2 separate regions of the Sus scrofa genome follow, and region 2 is linked to region 1. A link is a contact called in public Hi-C data. All regions are on one chromosome and are shown on one strand. Each heading gives the region's core, a stretch centred on a gene start, on an enhancer-like site or on the middle of the called end of the contact. The rest is flanking DNA. Distances are from core to core; before and after follow the strand shown. Region 1 has its middle 14 kb from the start of FEM1B. Region 2 has its middle 21 kb from the start of FEM1B.

Region 1 (2,706 bases), core at 126-2,625:
GTTTAATAGCAGTATTATTCACAGTAGCCAAAAAGTGGAAGCAATCCATATGCCCATTGAAGGATGAATGGATAAATAAAATATGCATACAGTGGAATATTATTCGATCTTAACAAGGAAGGACATTCTGACACACACTACAACATAGATGAAACTTGAAGACATTATGCTAAGTGAAATAGCCAGTTGTAAAAAGACAAAGGCTCCATGATTTCAGTCAAAGTCATAGAAACAGAGAGTAGAATGGTGGTTGCCAGGGTAAGAAATGGAGAGTTGATGTTTGACAGGTAGAGCTTTAGTTTTGCAAGATGGAAAAGTTCTGGAGATTGGCTGCATAGCAATGTAAATACCTGACACTCCTGAGCTATACAATTAAAATGGTTAATTAAGATGGTAAATTTTACCTTGTCTATTTTGCCACAATTTAACTTCAATTTTTTAATCATTTAAAAATGTAAAGTGAATTACAATTTTAAGTTGTAATTATTAGTGTGAATTTTACCATTCATCTTTCTATTGTGCAAGGGCAGTTCTAAATGCAAATATCACAGTATTTCAATCGTCATAGTGACTCCCGTGGAATCAATTACAGAAATTACACAATTTGTGAGTTACGTTTTGTCCCCAGGGGGTGCCTTGAGCTGTCCAGAAGAAACAAACAGAAGACTGGAAGGAGGAAACGGTCCTCGCAATTCTCCCTCAAGGTTGGAGCCAGACTAGGGCGCGCTCCCGATGCTCTCAGGCGCTTTAGCCAAGCGTCTTTCCGCTGCGCGTTGGCGCGCATCCCTTCCCGAGGCTGCGAGTGAGCTCAGCCCTTCGGGCTGCAGGGTCCGGTCCCCGTCTGCAGCTGACCACAGCGCCGCGCCCTGGTGGGAGGAGTCTAGCGACGTCAGGCCAGGTGTCTCTCCTTCCCCAGATCCCACCCCCCCAAACCAGGGCAGACAGGCGACTCCCAAGGGTTCTGCGACCTCGGCGTTGGTGGCGCTCTCGCCCCTGGGTCAAGGTGGGCGAGAGACCCTGCACAGTCAGCCCGGAGACGGGATAGCCACCATCACACCCCTGACCTTTCCCACAACCGCGCCCAAAACCGTGACGCAGACCAAAGGTGGCAGCAGTCGCGGGGCAGGAGCAGGGACACCGGGAGTTGACTGAAGGCGTGAAGACGCATGAACCAAGGCTTTCAGCCCCCCCAGCGCATATTCCATTGTTCTGGGAGCTTTCCTTCTAAAACGCAAATTCAAAAATAGCAATTAAGGATTTCAGGGCAGTTACAGCAGAGAATTAAATCAAAGGCGAAGCACTTGTGAAGATGGGGGCTCCCTGTGTTGACTGCATCAGCCACACACCAATGAAGCCGACTTTGGTAGGTGAGGATCACAAGTGTTGATAACCTCTAGAGCTGCACTGTCCAATAGAAATAAAATGTGAGACACACATGCGATCCACGTATGTAATTTTAAATGTGCTAGTAGCCAATTAAAAAGGTAGGAAGAACCAGCTGAGATTAATTTTAATATATTTTATTTACCCTAACACATCCAAAATGTTATCATCTCAACATGCAATCAATATTAAAATTACCGAGACATTTTACTTTTTCTCTTCATACTAAGTCCTCAAAATCTGGTGTATAGTTTAGGAAATATCTAGTTCCAAGTACTCAGTTGCTGCATGTGGCTAATGGCTGATGGAGTGGACAGGGCAGGTCTAGAGCATGAAAATGGAAGTGGGTGGCTGGAGAAAGGTTTGTGCTATTGCCACTTGGTGACATAACATATGCTGCTGAAACAGAAATACCTACCAATGTTTGTCAGTCCCTTCCTGTGACTGGTGAAATTTGGCACCAGAATTCCTGTGAGTGATTGTAATGATGATTGTGACTATGGTATTGCTATTTTATCATTGCTACCAAATTTAAAATATTCCTGTATGTAACAGTGCCAGCCAGAATTCATTATACAGTGGTTATAATGCTAATGGTACAAAACAGTCCCTAATCATCTGGCATTGTCACTGCAGTGGCTTGGGTCGCTGCTGTGGCACAGATTCGATCCCTGGCCCAGGAACTTCCACATGCCTTGGGCATAGCCAAAAAAACACTAACAAACAGCAAAAACAGCCAGTAGTCAATACACATTAGAAGGAGAATTTAGATGTGTCCATTGCCAAGAAAGAAGCCAAATAACCAACCGCATGTTCCATGTTGTTATTTTAGGAATGAACACCTTGGAAAATAATTGAAAAGTTCTGAGAAATAAAAATCAGCATTTAAGCAGATATACTTTTAAGTTTGCAAAGATGGTTACATAGGCAAAAAGAAAGGGAAAAAAAAAAACCAAACCTGGCCACAGGGCTGCAAGATCCACGTCAGAGTAAGGTGCCCCTGAACTGCCCTGGTTATGCATGTAAACACTCAGAACAAAAAGCCCTGTTTTACATATGCTCCTGTAGGGGAAACTGAACGCTACTAGAACACAGCCATTAGGTACAGTTCCATTTTCCTTTCCCAGTCAAGAGTTACTTTACTGAAGGACTTGCCTGCCATGTAGTGGTGAAAGGAAGAAACTACAGGCCACTTTTTAATCATATACCGAGCATTATTTGATACATCAAAATAATAAATGCAACATTAAAATAAACAACTGGAAACAAACCATCCAACTTGAGAACTAGAAAATTGCCTATTGATACATTCACCTGTATGCC
Region 2 (2,706 bases), core at 78-2,577, 35 kb before region 1:
CGCCAGAGCCACAGCAACCGCGATCCAAGCCGCGTCTGCAACCTACACCACAGCTCACGGCAACGCCGGATCGTTAACCCACTGAGCAAGGGCAGGGACCGAACCCGCAACCTCATGGTTCCCAGTCGGATTCGTTATCCACTGCGCCACGACGGGAACTCCCGATTCAGTCTTTTAAAAGCATCATCAGCTGGTACTGGACACTACTCCGAACAGCTGCGCCGACTTCCAGGTGGGGCCGTGGTACTAAGGCAGTTCTGCAGCCAGTGCGCAGGAGGACGGCGGGCCTGGGCCGAGGTCTGACTGCAAACCAAGTTACCCACAGCAAGGTGCTTCTAGAGTTTGGTCAGGATTTCTTCAGTTCTAGGCTCTCTGTCTATAGAAGGGAAAGACCTCCAACAAGGAGCCGTGAACTGAGAGGTGCAGGAGGTTCTGGGGGGGTCTCTCTGTTGACTGAAATGGTGAGCCCTATGCCGGAGGGGCACCGGCCCTCAGAGAAGATACAGAAGCCGAAGGGCACACCTTGGGTAGATTCGAGAGAGGCTTCAGGCCCTTGTGCCATCGTCTGGTGTTCTGTGGGGAAGAGCATATCAATTACAGCATCCCTCAGTGCCAGTCGGCTGAGAGCTGAGAAGAAGGAATCCAGGTAAGAGCACTTCTTTCTGGCATCAGATGGTGTGGGCGCGAGAGCTTGGATGGCCAAGTGTGCCTCTTAAAGCCGAGGATCTCTCCAGGGCTGAGCTTCTCAAAGTGGGGTCCCAGGGCTACCTAAATCAGAAACACAGGCCACATTCTACCCCATCCGCAGGTCCAATCCTGTGAGATGATCTTAAGCACATTAAGCGTATAGAAGCAGCAAAATCTAGGGCCATTAGATTCTGTTATTCTCTAGACTTCCACATCAGTTTCTCACAGCTGGCCTTTCCCAGCTGCCTTTTCAGCCTATCTTGGTGGCAGCAGTAATCAGTCAAGACCCCCATGGGACATCCTTCCAGGGCCAACAGTAGAGCTTCTGGGTTTTCGTTAAGGAAGGTGGTATTTCTTAACAGGTGGGTATCAGGTGAAGGGGGCAAAGTGCTAACACAACCACAACAGAGGGAGAATAACTCTTCTCAGGGAAATGTGGACAAGCTCCCATGAGACGTGGAAGTCGCCTTTCCTAGGTCTTGAAAAAACAAGTTGCTCTCTCCATCCGTACTCAGGAGCTTTTAGCATCCATACACTCCCCAAATAAGACACTAGACTTTGGACTTTAAGCCTTAAGATGCCGGGCAGCCTGTAACAGAAGCACCTGGCTTCATTGTGCTATTTTTCCGGCATAGTGACTCACCGCAACCACACCTCTCCCCAAACAAGTGGCCAGGTTTCTCCACCACCAGATACGCCCTGAGTGACAGTACAGCCATTAGAAGTGAATGTCCTGTTTTCACCACACTGGCCTTTGTTTTTACCTTCAGCTAATGTCATGTTGCCCTTTATTCTCCACTACTTCTTACCCTTTAAAAAAAAAAAAAAAAGTCCCTCCAAATTATCCTTCTATTAGTATTAATGTCAACTAGATTCCTCTCAAAGGACAGTCAAGCTTAATCGACCCCATTAAATCTGCAGGGTGTTTTTTGTATCACTATCTATTCCACTAGCTTCGACATCACACTGAAGTAGGACAGCATGTTCCAAACGGAAACTGAAACCGGAACAGGAGCTTTGCTGCTCTAGTGTGAAGGGAGGGCTAGAAGCCTGGCACCTGGCCTCGGAAGCTTTTCAATAAGATACAGACTGAAATGTACCTAGCCAATTCAAGAGGCTCAAAGTAGGGTATAAGCAGAAAAAATATTTTTTTTAAATAACAGAGATAGGCACAGGACACCATGCCCTAAGGACTCATCCTTTCCAATCAGTCCTGCATGTTCTTTGTTCCTGGCTCCCTAGTACTACATAAAAAATGATAGTAGTTTTCTGAAACATTTTCAGGAGGTGGCCCAAGCCATAGTTCAAAGGTAACATCATAAACTTTTAAAATTAAAATCTCAGGAAAAATAGAAAATCAGATTTCAAATAAGGGCATCCACCTGGACAACAAGCTTATCGAGGGCAGAGAATCATTCTTTCGGCATGCACATCCCTGGTATAGTGTCTGATACACAGTAGGTGCTCAATAAGCACGAATTTCCAAGTTTGTTCCCACTAGATGAGGCAGAAGCAAACCATAGCCAGAACTGAGCACACATCAAATTTACAAACCACAGCCAAATTAGAATAACATAATTTTTTCTAAGCTGGCCAAAAAGTTAAGATTTTGTGAGCTACCTGAAATTTGCATTCATACTGAAAATTTCCAGATTAAGTATCTGATGAAATGTATTACTGCCAGCATTTTCTTTAGTCTGGGTGTTACTTTTTAAAAAAATTATTGTATAGTTGATTTACAGTGTTGTGCCAATTTCTGCTGTAGAGCAAAGTGACTTAGTCATATATACATTCTTCATTTTGTTATTTTTCATCATGGTCTATCCCAGAAGATTGGATATAGTTCCCTGCTCTGTACAGTAGGACCTTATTGTTTGTCCATTCTAAATGTAATAGTTTGTATCTAATAACTCCCAGTCCATCCCACTCCCTCCTCCATCCCCCTTGGCAACCACAAATTTGTTCTCCATGTCTGAGTCTGCTTCTATTTTGTAGATAGGTTCATTTGTGCCATAGTTT

What was found. Hi-C and Micro-C count contacts between places; a contact is called where the count stands out from the background.
Region 2: a contact with region 1 is called in a Hi-C map of omental adipose tissue, with 2.1 times the contacts expected there. The contact joins two enhancer-like sites. A contact is called at or near these places in 1 of 5 promoter capture datasets (liver), 24 of 47 Hi-C or Micro-C datasets (alveolar macrophages, blood, brain and 12 more) and 2 of 2 datasets of contacts at active chromatin or transcription factors (alveolar macrophages and skeletal muscle).

Annotation. Positions count from the first base shown.
Region 1 is chr1:166,146,315-166,149,020 of Sscrofa11.1, reverse strand. No RefSeq gene overlaps it. Among named protein-coding and RNA genes, the nearest start is that of FEM1B, 14 kb to the left of the region's middle. Within about 2 kb of position 1,375, at least 42 of the 83 cell types and tissues checked have an H3K27ac peak or open chromatin away from gene starts, as enhancers often do. A contact at or near this core is called in omental adipose tissue, retroperitoneal adipose tissue and subcutaneous adipose tissue, where this site is marked.
Region 2 is chr1:166,181,657-166,184,362 of Sscrofa11.1, reverse strand. No RefSeq gene overlaps it. Among named protein-coding and RNA genes, the nearest start is that of FEM1B, 21 kb to the right of the region's middle. Within about 2 kb of position 1,327, at least 19 of the 83 cell types and tissues checked have an H3K27ac peak or open chromatin away from gene starts, as enhancers often do. A contact at or near this core is called in omental adipose tissue, retroperitoneal adipose tissue and subcutaneous adipose tissue, where this site is marked.